Regions from separate parts of the Ovis aries genome. Here all the other regions are linked to region 2. The links are chromatin contacts, called in public Hi-C maps. All regions are on one chromosome and are shown on one strand. The core of a region is the stretch at or near the end of the contact, and the rest is flanking DNA. Distances in the headings are between cores, read along the strand shown. Region 1 overlaps RBMS1 (RNA binding motif single stranded interacting protein 1). Region 2 overlaps RBMS1 (RNA binding motif single stranded interacting protein 1). Region 3 holds the start of RBMS1 (RNA binding motif single stranded interacting protein 1).

What was found. Hi-C and Micro-C count contacts between places; a contact is called where the count stands out from the background.
Region 1: a contact with region 2 is called in a Hi-C map of tail adipose tissue, with 2.8 times the contacts expected there. The contact joins two enhancer-like sites. A contact is called at or near these places in 4 of 16 Hi-C or Micro-C datasets (hypothalamus, liver, skin fibroblasts and 1 more).
Region 3: a contact with region 2 is called in a Hi-C map of tail adipose tissue, with 4 times the contacts expected there. The contact joins the promoter of RBMS1 here to the enhancer-like site in region 2. A contact is called at or near these places in 3 of 16 Hi-C or Micro-C datasets (skin fibroblasts and tail adipose tissue).

What each region holds. Positions count from the first base shown.
Region 1 is chr2:149,423,372-149,427,443 of ARS-UI_Ramb_v3.0, forward strand. All of the region lies in intron 2 of RBMS1 (RNA binding motif single stranded interacting protein 1), which reads left to right. Among named protein-coding and RNA genes, the nearest start is that of ITGB6, 130 kb to the right of the region's middle. Within about 2 kb of position 1,885, at least 4 of the 54 cell types and tissues checked have an H3K27ac peak or open chromatin away from gene starts, as enhancers often do. A contact at or near this core is called in tail adipose tissue, where this site is marked.
Region 2 is chr2:149,323,369-149,327,363 of ARS-UI_Ramb_v3.0, forward strand. The region is part of intron 1 of RBMS1 (RNA binding motif single stranded interacting protein 1); the gene reads left to right. Among named protein-coding and RNA genes, the nearest start is that of RBMS1, 68 kb to the left of the region's middle. Within about 2 kb of position 2,058, at least 13 of the 54 cell types and tissues checked have an H3K27ac peak or open chromatin away from gene starts, as enhancers often do. A contact at or near this core is called in tail adipose tissue, where this site is marked.
Region 3 is chr2:149,255,030-149,258,605 of ARS-UI_Ramb_v3.0, forward strand. RBMS1 (RNA binding motif single stranded interacting protein 1) reads left to right here and starts at 2,167. Exons shown (of 14, transcript XM_060409830.1): 1 at 2,167-2,646. The coding sequence starts at 2,572. LOC132659208 (a long non-coding RNA gene) reads right to left here and starts at 2,372. Exons shown (of 3, transcript XR_009599330.1): 1 at 2,164-2,372; 2 at 1,062-1,255.

The DNA of each region.
Region 1 (4,072 bases), core at 635-3,134, 100 kb after region 2:
AACTGAAAAGTAACCATAAAAAATGGTTGAGTCTACATTTCTCAACATTCTCTGTCTTAAGGACCACATCATTGTGAAGGTGAGGAGGGAAGTTTAGTGATCTCCAGTGATAAGAATTAAAGTGCCCTTAATCCAAATAATTCCAGGAGGGGTGGAAGAAAAGGTTAACATTTATTTGTTACCAAGCATCTGTCATGGGCCAGCGCTGTGCTGACCCCCTAGTAACAGTGCCGTGAAGGAGATGTTACCACATCCTCGTTGGCAGAAATGGGGATGCTGAGGCCAGACATGCACACCCAAGTCACAGAGCTGGCTATTGGCCGCAGGTGCACTTGGAGACAGGTCTCTCTCTCGGCAGCTCCATCTGCTTCCCAATGTAACATTGTCTTCCTTCTCATCTGGTGAAGTACTGTATCAACATAAAGGTGAGAGTGTCAGAGCAAAGAAAATACATCACAGATTTTGGTGGAAGAGGAAGAAAATTTCTTAAATGCTCTATCATTGTCAGATTATAAATTCGACTCAGAAATAAAACATGATTTTATGTAATTAAATTGCCTTTGTTTTAAATGTTAGGCATTAATCAGTGTGTTGAGACTTTTTGAGACTCATTTTTATGATAGACTATCTACATTTTACTTGCAAAATTCTGGGTTCCATTTTCAGCAAGTACTATTTTCCTCTGACATATTAGTACTTGGGCACACTAATGTGGGCTGACCATCTGTGACTGCATGCATAAGTGCTTCAGTACAGTGACTTCTGGCTAAAATATTGTCATAAGATAGGGTCAGTGACCCTTTGCGTGCTATGTGCTCTTAAAAAAACATAAAATAGTGTAAAGCTACTTTGCCTTGACTGCAGATCGTAATAGACTGGATACTAAGCTCTAATAGCAAATCTGTGTAATAAATCAAATGCTTTATGGTGTGCTTGTTATTTAGAAGAGAGGTATAAGTTTTTCACAGAATATGGCAAAAAGTACATCTTAGCCGTTTCTAATGAGGTGGTTTTTAATATTCATTCTATATGAATTATTTAGTTTGAGCCATACATGCAATAAACAGCATCAGTTGTTGCTTTTGTGTAGCATTTATAATAGTTTAGCTGTGCCAGCATCAGTGTTGAGAAGGCAGAGTAACAGGAGTGGTTCTACATTTAGTCCTAAGTTATATTCATCCCAAATCTGGGTATAAATTACCAATTTTCTTAGTATTCTGAAAGGATATGTTCATCTTAAAATTTCAGTGTTATGAAAAACTAGATATGTCGATATATTTTCTCTTGAAAAATGTGCTGCTTTGTCCCCAAACTTCTGTAGTTTATTCCCCATCAGCTCATATGTGGTAAAGCAGCCCGTCTAGCTGAGGGCTGGACCACTCGAGGATGGTGTTTACTTCTGCTACATTAATCTACAGGCTCCAGGTCCGGAACTGGAGGCGGAATTTACTGTCCTTTCCAGAATAGTTCAGAAAAGAAGACCATGGTGATTCCTTTTCTCCCTCTCCTCTTTGTTCACAGAGGCAAACCGTTGGCTTTCTATGACACAGATACCACAGGCTATTTTTCTCAGATATTAAGTCAAAGCATTTAAGGCTAGTTAAAGCAAGTCCTCTGTCTTAAAGCTTTCCTGTCCTTTAGAACCTTCCCATTCATCTCCTAGCTCTCCTGAGCCCTCCATGATAACTTCTTGAACTTGAATGTTATTGCCTGAGTACAAAGAGCGCCCCCCCCAAAAAAAGAGTAATACTGAAACAAAAATGTAACATTTCTCTCTGCTAATTCTAGCTGTAAGGTTTTTATTAATCTTAACCCAAATCCTGCTTTCATCATATCATTCCACAGTTGCAAAACCTCCAGCCACATTCTGTTCCCTGACTCCTTTTCCTAGAACCCAAGGCCCTGTCGGGCCTTTTCAGACTTGGCTTGCCTTACTCCTCACACAGCTTGCATTAGACAGAGTCCTCTGTTTATTATCTTCCATGGCCTACCTGAATTTCTTTTCCCCAAAGTCTTTTTTTGCTGAACTTGACCTTCATCCTGTTTATGCTCCTTTATTTAGCTTTCATCATACAAGATCACAACATTCTTAGCTACTTTTTTAATATTAAAAAATCCCTATATTCCCTCTCCCCAAAACTGTTCCCCTTGATGGCAGGAATGGCATCTTACATATTTTTCATAGGCCTTGGATGGTGAAGGGCCTACTGGAGACATGCTGTAAATATGTGTGGCTTGATTTCTTAGTCCGACCTCCTTCTGGACTGTACTTGTCTTTCACGTGTTCCTTTCAGCTTCAGGACCAGGTTTGCCTTTGACCTTTAGGACTGCAGCAACTTTGCCTGCCAAATATTGTCCACCTTCAAGTCCCGGCTGCCATTCCAGCCACATCAGATGCGCCTTCCTCTTCTGTCCCATCACAGAATCATGTACTCACGAAGCACACCCAGCTGTACAGCACAAGTGAAAGGCACGGTGACCGAACATTAAGGAATCAAGCCAAAGTGACGGGAATTACAAACGGAATATCTTTCTATACCTTTCGTCGTTGTGTCTTAGATGTCTTATACAGACAGCGAAAATCTTCAAGGCCTAAAAGCTGAAAGTTTTAAAATACCTGTCTGATACTGATTGCCTAATTTTAAAATTTCACATATACCTTATCTTCAAATGCTTACCACTTATACTAAGTAAAGAAAAGAGAACAAGTTGAGCTATTCAAAATAGTGAGGATTCAAGATAACATGGATAAACAGCTCCTTCTGCTTTTTTCTATTTTAGGTCTCATTGTCCAGCAAACTTTGCTGTTAGCAGAATGCATATAATTTATACTTTCTTTTCCTTCTCCTATTCAGCCATTTTTAGAAGAGCTAAAGCAAATTGTAGGAAATCCCCTTTCCTGGGAAGTCTTTGAAAAGATAAAGAAGCATTAAAAAAAAAAAAAAAAAGCAAATTAGGGAACTGTATATATAGTATCACCTGTGTGTGCGTATATGTGTGTGAATTTTTTTCCCTTTTTTCCCACAAGTCCATAGTCATAAGGAAGTTTTGACTCTCATTCATAAATCCATTCCCACCAAACAGATACATGTGGTTACTCTGTTGAAGCTTTAAAGCCAGTCATACCTCCTCCTGACTGATACATTTGTTGTCTTGGGCCTCTTATTTCAAATAGAACAATGTTGCCTACCCAGAAGGTCAGGTAACAACTTTCTGAATGTTATCAGTATCTGTCTCAGAGACTTAGCAGTTATAGAGGCCACCCTCATCCCTCTGCCACCTGCCTGGAGCTATGCAGACTCAACACTGGGAACTGCTTTGAACCTCTGGAATATTCGGCAGTTGACAAGTAAAGTATCTGCAGTTATCCACATGGTTGACCAAAGCAATCTTCTGCCTCTCTTCTTTGTTACTTACCAGCTTCCCTGGTAGCTCAGCTGGTAAAGAATCCCTCCCCCCCCCCCCCCCCCCCCCCAATGCAGGAGACCTGGGTTCGATCCCTGTGTCAGGAAGATCCCCTGGAGGAAGGCATGGTAACCCCCTTCAGTATTCTTGCCTGGAGAATCCCCATGGACAGAGGAGCCTGGCTGGCTACAGTCCATGGGGTCGCAAAGAGTTGGGTATGACTGAGCGAGTAAGGACAGCACAGCTGTGTAACCTTCAGTTCGGTTCAGTCTGTCAGTTGTGTCCAACTTTTTGCGACCCCATGAATCATAGCACACTAGGCCTCCCTGTCCATCACCAACTCCCAGGGTTCACCCAACTCACGTGCACTGAGTCGGTGATGCCATCCCGCCATCTCATCCCCTGTCGTCCCCTTCTCCTCCTGCCCTCAATCCTTCCCAGCATCAGGTCTTTTCCAATGAATCAACTCTTCCCATGAGGTGGCCAAAGTATTGGAGTTTCAGCTTCAACATCAGTCCTTCCAATGAACACCCAGGACTGATCTCCTTTAGAATGGACTGGTTGGATCTCCTTGCAGTCCAAGGGACTCTCAAGAGTCCTCTCCAACACCACTGTTCAGAAGCATCAGTTCTTTGGCGCTCAGCTTTCTTCACAGTCCAACTCTCAC
Region 2 (3,995 bases), core at 808-3,307:
GGTGGAAAAATAGGTTGCAAGTCTTGACTGAGGAGAGCAAACACGCATTGGGAAAGTGTATGCAGACTGGGAGGGATTGTGGCAGCCATCTTTGAAACATTGTACGGACAGTTACTAGGTAAAGCTTGATAGATAAAAGGTTCCACTCTCAATGAATATCAGAAAGAAACTCTTAACCTATACTACTTCTAGAAATTAAAAAGGTTTGTCATTTTAAATTTGTATCTGTGCATAATAACCATCAAATATATTCTTAGTAGTTATGCTAGTTGAAGGGGAAAATGTTGTCCCCTGAAAGCCTAATTCCTGATTTGGTTTTATTAGCAACGACAAAATGTACAGTGATCACACTTTTTGTTGTTTCAGAAGTTAAATGCGCTCTACACGTTTATTGATACAAAGGGAATGTGGAGCTCCCTCTAGTGGCAGTAGGTTTTCTTTTGTGGGTTTTTTCAAAGAGCTTGCTTGAAATACTAAGATGGCTGACACATGTAACAGAACGTAGTTTCAAAAATCACTGGTTCTCACTGAGAGGGGTGCTTTCTCCTGTGTGAGTTATGGTAGGTTCTTTCATCTCTTCCGAGAAATGGTCACCTTCCTAAGAAACAATGATCATATTATATGAAAAAAAATTAAAAAGAGATATCATTTTTTAACTTTTAAATATAAAAACTTAAGACCCATGAATCAAGGTCTTAAGTGAAAATGATTATATTTGGACAATTAAAATAGATTGCTCCTTCACTGAAAAATAAACTGAATTTTTAGTTTTTGTCTGAAGAATTATTTTTGGAGCAGATAAATGTATTTGACTGCAAAAGTATTTAGAAAGAGAGCAATAGGTAATTACTGAAATGTGAAACTTGGGAAACACTAATTGCCAAATAAAAAATAAAAAATAAAAATAGAGGTACCCAAACCTTCTGCTTCCCTCTCAAAAAAGTTCGAGTTCAGATTTTCTTAGCCAGTGGAGAACAATATTCATCATAGCCATCACCATCATTGTGCAAAAGGAAGCACCACGTCAAAGGGTGGGAATAGAAAAACAGGGACAATAGAATTTGTAAAGGAAGCTTTCCTGTCTCCACCCCACCACCAAATAGAGTTAACTTAGTCCTGTTGTCTGTTCATTTACAGGCAGATCTATTCTAATTCTTTAAGAAAGGACATTTTCTGTAATGCTGTCAGAAAAAAACATTCTTACAAATGCTGTTTTTTCAACTATTTACTGAAGCTGATCCAAGTTACTTATCCTGCATTGTCTTTTCTGGTAGGCTGAGGTCCTCATCCCTCTCTTCTCCTTCCCACAGAGATAGCAGGATGACCAGGGTTGATAGATGGAAATTCAGAGATTTTTTTTTTCCTTTTTTCTTTTTAAAATTTCCAGAAAGTAGAACCTAGGATTATCCAAATAATGTCAGGATATTTTTTGTTTGGGAGTAAACTATGAACTAGTTAAGATTTCACGAAATTAATTAAATCATCCAATGAAAATTGAGTTTTTCTTTCCAATACCTCTTTTCAGTTCGACGTGTATAACCAAGTATGCGTCTCTTGTGGTCTCGATTACATCCGGTGTTTTTAGCTGGCAGCATTTCCTCTGTTGAGGCCCCACTTGATTTGCCAGACTTCATTTCTGTGAATATAAAGAGAAAACCAAGTTGTGTGAGACAGTGGAATTTAAGAAAAAAATCAAGTGTTAGGATAACATTGATTTTTGAAACAAAAAACCAGCACTAAATCTGTTACAAACTGATCCTTCGTTTATGAAAAATATATAGGCTACAAAAGTACTGGGAAAGTCTTATAGCCATCTTTTAACCATCCAGTATGTTTTCTTTTGAATATATATAAAAATGTAATTCAACTATCAGGGACCAAAGAGGCCCCTCCTGTGTAATTGCACGGATCTGGAATAATGAAAGTGAATTTGCAATTCTTAAAATGGTGTTTTCTTCCAGTTCTCATAGAAGTGTTTTTGGAACAGTGGTCTGTACTAACAGCTGTATTCAATCTTGAGTAAAAGTCACTTCCTGAAGAGAATGAAATTCAACTTAACATTCAAACTTGCCCGGAACGTAATCCTGTGGGGCGGGTGTACTATGTGATTATGAAACTGGACATGGGCACCCTGCTGAGGTGATTTCTTGTAAATAGTACCCAACAGAAACCGTTAATCAGTGCCAGTGCTTTGAACTGAGGATTTAATCATCTAAAAGCATTGCTTATATACAAAACCATTTTCATTTGCAAGAATTTTACTCTTTGGTATTTTGAAAATATAATTCCCTTCTGAAATTATATTTGTATGGAATCTGTATCTTTAGATAGATAGATATAGACATATATGTTTGTATATGTTTATATATATTTAAGCTTTTCAGATTTTTTAAATTGTCATTCTTAGTTTCAGGCAAGTTTGTTTTTGATTTTTTTAATTCATTCACTCATTTACTATAATGAACCTAATTTAAATAGAGTTTTTGTTCCTGGCCTCATAAGGTTAGTTGATTACACATAGAGATATGAGAAGTACAGTTTTAGCCATTTAATATCTATTTTAAAAATATCTTTTAGATAGATATTACTAACTTTTACTGTCCTAAATATTGTACTTATTTATTTTAAAGAAACAAATGTGTATCAGTATAATTTGGACATTGTTAATGGAATCATGCTTTAGATCGAAAAGTTTTTACTGAATCAGTTATTTTGTTTATATATCACTCTTCTGATGTCTGAATAGTGATTGCATGGTTTTCAATCAAACCATCAAACTGAAACAAAGAGAAAGTCTGACATGTTAAGCCAGAATTAACAAACATATATAAAAATTCCAGCCTTCTCAATTTGTAGAAATCAAAACCATTTCCTGCTTACTTTGGTAACAAAGGAGGGAGCTAGGCTTTCTTCACTCCTAGACGAAATTTCCCAAGTTGCCTTGAAGACGTTTGTTTATAATGTCTTCATGCATTCTTTTCTTTTTGACATGCTCCACTCCCTCCAGTGAGATACTAATTAAAGAGAGGCCACTGTGACCCCACATGGTTTAAAAGTCACCAGGAATGAGGCAGCAGGGCAAATCTAGACCGGAAGTGCTCATTCCTAAAATATAATACAACCCTTAAGACCATCTTATCAAAAATCTATTGGCTTCTAATAGCAAAAAAAAAAAAGTGCTTCCTTTGATTTAGAAGATATACACTTAAACCCAAAATAGAATCTCTAAAACTTATTTAGACAATCTAGCATATGGAAACTTTTTAGAAGAATTCGAAACAAATAACATCATCTCATATATTAAATGGTATATTAAATGGTCATTTTAGAGACATTGAAATACATAAGCATTAATTATATATTTGGAATTTCATGGAGGATTGTCTAAATTGTGTGTGTGTTTTTGGTTTTTGTTGTTTTTGTGGGGAGATAAACCTATATCTTGCCATTCCTTTTAAAGAATTTGAGACAGCTCAGATTGTAAGTAAGAACCTTGGTTTTCTCATATACAGAAAGTAGCAACACTTTAATTGGGATGATAAGATACCAGCTGATCATGTAGGTGCAATTAGGGCAATTTTGTTAATAATAAAGATTTGAAAGAAATGGAGATAATTTAGTAACTTAATAAGCAGGTGGTACTGCCCGACATCAAATTATTTCCCTCTTGAAATGACTTGCTGTTGCTAAGTTCTAACTTTCAAGAAGCAGTTTCTTATGTAACTGTGTTAGTATTGTTTAGCAAGATGCTTTTGATCACAAGTAATAGAGACCCTCTACTGATTGTGCTAATTAATGGGGGTGGGGTTGTTCTAAGAACGTATGAATGGGAATCATGAGTCTCTCTTATGAGACCAGACCTCAAGGGAACCCAGGAAGACTGCCTTACCAGGCCTTGGGATTGGCAGGGACCATAGTGGCTGTTGGGCTTCCCTGGTGGCTCAGATGGTGAAGTGTCTGCCTACAATGCGATCAGGGTTCGATCCCTGGGTTGG
Region 3 (3,576 bases), core at 917-3,416, 68 kb before region 2:
TTTATAGAATCCTTTGATGAATCAAATTTAATCAATTTTTGAATTTTAATCAATATAGTCAAACTGATCAATTTTACAGTCTTGGTTACTTTATTAAAGAAATATTCCCTACTTCATTGTGATAAAGATATTTTCTATATTGTCTTCTAACAGCTTTACAGTTTTATTTTTTTACATCTAGGCCTTTAATTCACTTAAACTTCTTTCTTCTCCTTTTGTGAAACAGGACTCCAATTTCATTTTTCCATATGGACAGCCAATTGACCCAAAACCATTTATTGAAAAGCTCATTCTTTCTCCACTGCTCTGCAATACTAACACAGTCATAAATCAAGTGTCTACATAATTGTGGGTGTACTGCTGGGCTCTGTAAAACAGACTGAATTTTCATCATCCAGAAGAAACTAGAGCAGTCTAAGTTTGGTCATTTCTTTTATCAACTGATGCCTAGAACCCCTGAAATTGTTCTTAATCTGTCCTCTTCCTTCAGTCACTCTGCTAAACCATTCCTAGTCCTGCTAGGCTCTTAATGCTGGTTAGTTCATGTCCATTCCCTTATCAAATACATTAAAAGGTCCCACATTGAAACAGTATAAAGAACTATTTTTAACCCCTAGCTAGACAATGAACTACCCCACTCTTCAGACTGTTATTAACCGCAACAGGATCCACCATATAGCAGAAGCTCAGTAAATGCTAGTTTCCCTATAGGGTTTCACATGGGTTAACTGTTATTATTTTTTATGAGAGTGTGATTGCCTCCTGGCATATCCAAAATATTCTCATATGAACTTATATTGTTTTTCTCAAAATGTTTAACCTAGAAATTTGTCTAAATCATATAAAGATAATAAAGGCTTTACTTCACCTTTGCATTGTTTTAAAGTATCTTACTAAACCGTTTGAAATGTAATCAGACAAAAATGTAATTGTTTGACAAAATCAAGCATTTCATTTCAGCTTGATTTACCTTTGGGCTATTATGAAAACAGACTCTTGGAAATCCAAAATGACAAAACAGTAATCAAGGTCTATTTACTAACATATTAATTTTTCATTACCCTTTATTAGATGTGCAACAACTTCAACTTGAAGGTGCTTTCTTACTTATCCTATTTGTGCATTTTGGTATTATCTCTTGTTGAGCTAGAATATGAAAAGTCTTCTACAGGCAGCTTCAGGGACCAATTAACTCCATTAAATTATATCCAGTTACGTAGTGAACTGAACCACGGCTGTCTGGGGCTGTCTGGAGCTGTGACAATCAGGAGATGGAGAGAGGCAGAAAAGGAGAGATTGATTTTAATATGTCACCGAAGCACACTGCAACAATATGCCAGCGTGACTTTCAAAATGGCCTTAAAATATTCCAAACTCAGGGAGTTTCCTTGCTCCTGAGTGGGAGTTGACAGACTGTCTGGCAGCATTAGAAACAGGCAGAGAAAAGCTGATGTCTATATTGTGTCCTCTAATGATAACATTCTGCCTCTTTGCGACATCTCCCCCTTAGAAGGATCCGTATATTTGGTGTGAGTGTGTGTGTGTGTGTGTGTGTGTGTGTGTGTGTGTACGCGCGCACGCGAAGCCCCCCTCCCCCCGCCCCCGCGTTTTGCCTCCTCCAGTGCAGAGGGCAGGGTTTCACCTCTCACATCTGGGAAAACCAAATCGAAGGACACTAACCCTCCCAAGGTCAACTAGAAAATTAGGCCTGGGGAGGGGGGATGGGGGGAACCGAACCCAGGTGTCCCCACTGCAGCTTTGTGGTTGGGCACTAAATCATTTTTCTTCTCTTGTGGGGGAAAAAAAAAAATCATTGGGTGGGGGTAAGTGAGAGATTAATCAGATTTCTTCCTCTTTCTTCCCTTTCCTCCCCTCCTCCTAAAGGAGATAAAACTCATGAAATCAAACAAGGTGTCCACTCCGCAGTTCTTAAGCTGGGTCCCTGCAGTCTACCCCCACACTCCACCCCCAACACAAAGCGATCCGGGCTCCCAAGGTTTCGGTCCGTCCTACGCGGAGCCCGGGAGGTGAGGAGTGGTTAAAACTCAGCCCTCACCTCCAGCGGGTCCCGGATCCGCGGCGCCCAAGCCCCGCCCCCGCCGCCCTTCCCCCACGGCCTCGGCACGCCAGCCCCTCTCCCCTCTCCCAATCGGGCGCACCCACCCCAGATGCCGCCTGGCACCGAGCGCTGCCGCCGCTGCCGCCGCCGCCGCAGCACTTTCCACTTGTATTGATCACCTCCCGGCCCCGCTCAGCCTGCTCGCCGGAGCGGAGCGCGGCCAGCGCGCCAGCCCTTGGCAGCCCCGGAGCAGTCGGGCTCCGGGAGGCAACTCCTTGGGAGCGCCCTGTCCGGGGTGCCCTCTGCGCTCTGCAGTGTCTTTCTCTCTGTCTGGGAGGAGAAGGAGGAGGAGGAGGAGGAGAAGGAGGAGGAGGACGTCTGGTCCGGGCTGGGAGGTGGAGCAGCGGCCGCCGCCGCCGCCGCCGCCGCCGGAAAGGGAGAGGCAGGAGAGATCGAGACTTGGAAACCCCAAAGTGCCCGCGACCCTGCACGGCAGGCTCCCTTCCAGCTTCATGGGCAAAGTGTGGAAACAGCAGATGTACCCTCAGTACGCCACCTACTACTACCCCCAGTATCTTCAAGCGAAGGTAAAGGGGCGCCGGGGATGGGGGGCGCCCGGGGCGCGCGCTGCTCGGGCCCGGGAGGGGCGAGCGCCGAGCTCCCGCCGCCCCCGGCGGAGTTGATGGAAGGTTGCTAACTATAGCGCTGGCCTGGGCGCAGCCGGGCGGCGCGCTGGGCGGCTGCTGCCCGCGGAACTGAGTGCGGGGATCGGGTTACAGAAAGCCTCGGGGGGGAAGACTAGACAGGAAAGAGCCGCCGGCCCCTTCCTGGCCCGGGAGGCGGGGAGGGTCGCGGGCCGAGCGGCGCCCCTCGCCGAGCGTTGGCTGCGCGGCCGCGGGTCCCGCCGGCGGCGCAGATCTTCGACCCCTTCTCCTGGGCCTCGCCGGGCGAGCGGCAACTCTCGGCTTCCCTCGGAGTGGCGCCGAACCTCCCGCCCCCCGGGGACGCCCCTCAGTCTCCCGCGCGCGCGATGACTGGGGCTCCAGGGGGGGACGGGACTTTTCCCTCCCCGCCTCCGGCCCTGCGCGCCCGCCCCTCGCCTTGATCTTTGTGCGCTGTGGCACTTTACCTGGTTACTGATTTCTACTTTTACGCTGGTGTTTTGGGTAGGAAAGTGGCCAAAGTTCACTCAGCGTTCATTGATGTCCCTTTTAATCTTCCCTGTAGCTTCTGCAAAAGAGGGACAATGGGCAGATTTCGATGCAGAGAAAGAAGTGACTTCGTATTTAGTTTTGAAAGATGCTGCCTTATATGTTTACCTACAGATCGATTTTCAGTGGTGCTTTCTCAGAAGCGGCCTTGGTACACGCTTAAGTAAAACAGCAGATGACATGTAGTCATACAAATTGCGCCTGGCTGTCTAGGGACCCTGGGTACGTTGTTAGTGGGCCTATCTTATTTTTACTATAATAATTTGATGCCTTCTGAACTCATTTAAAAAAATTATTGGGTCCATG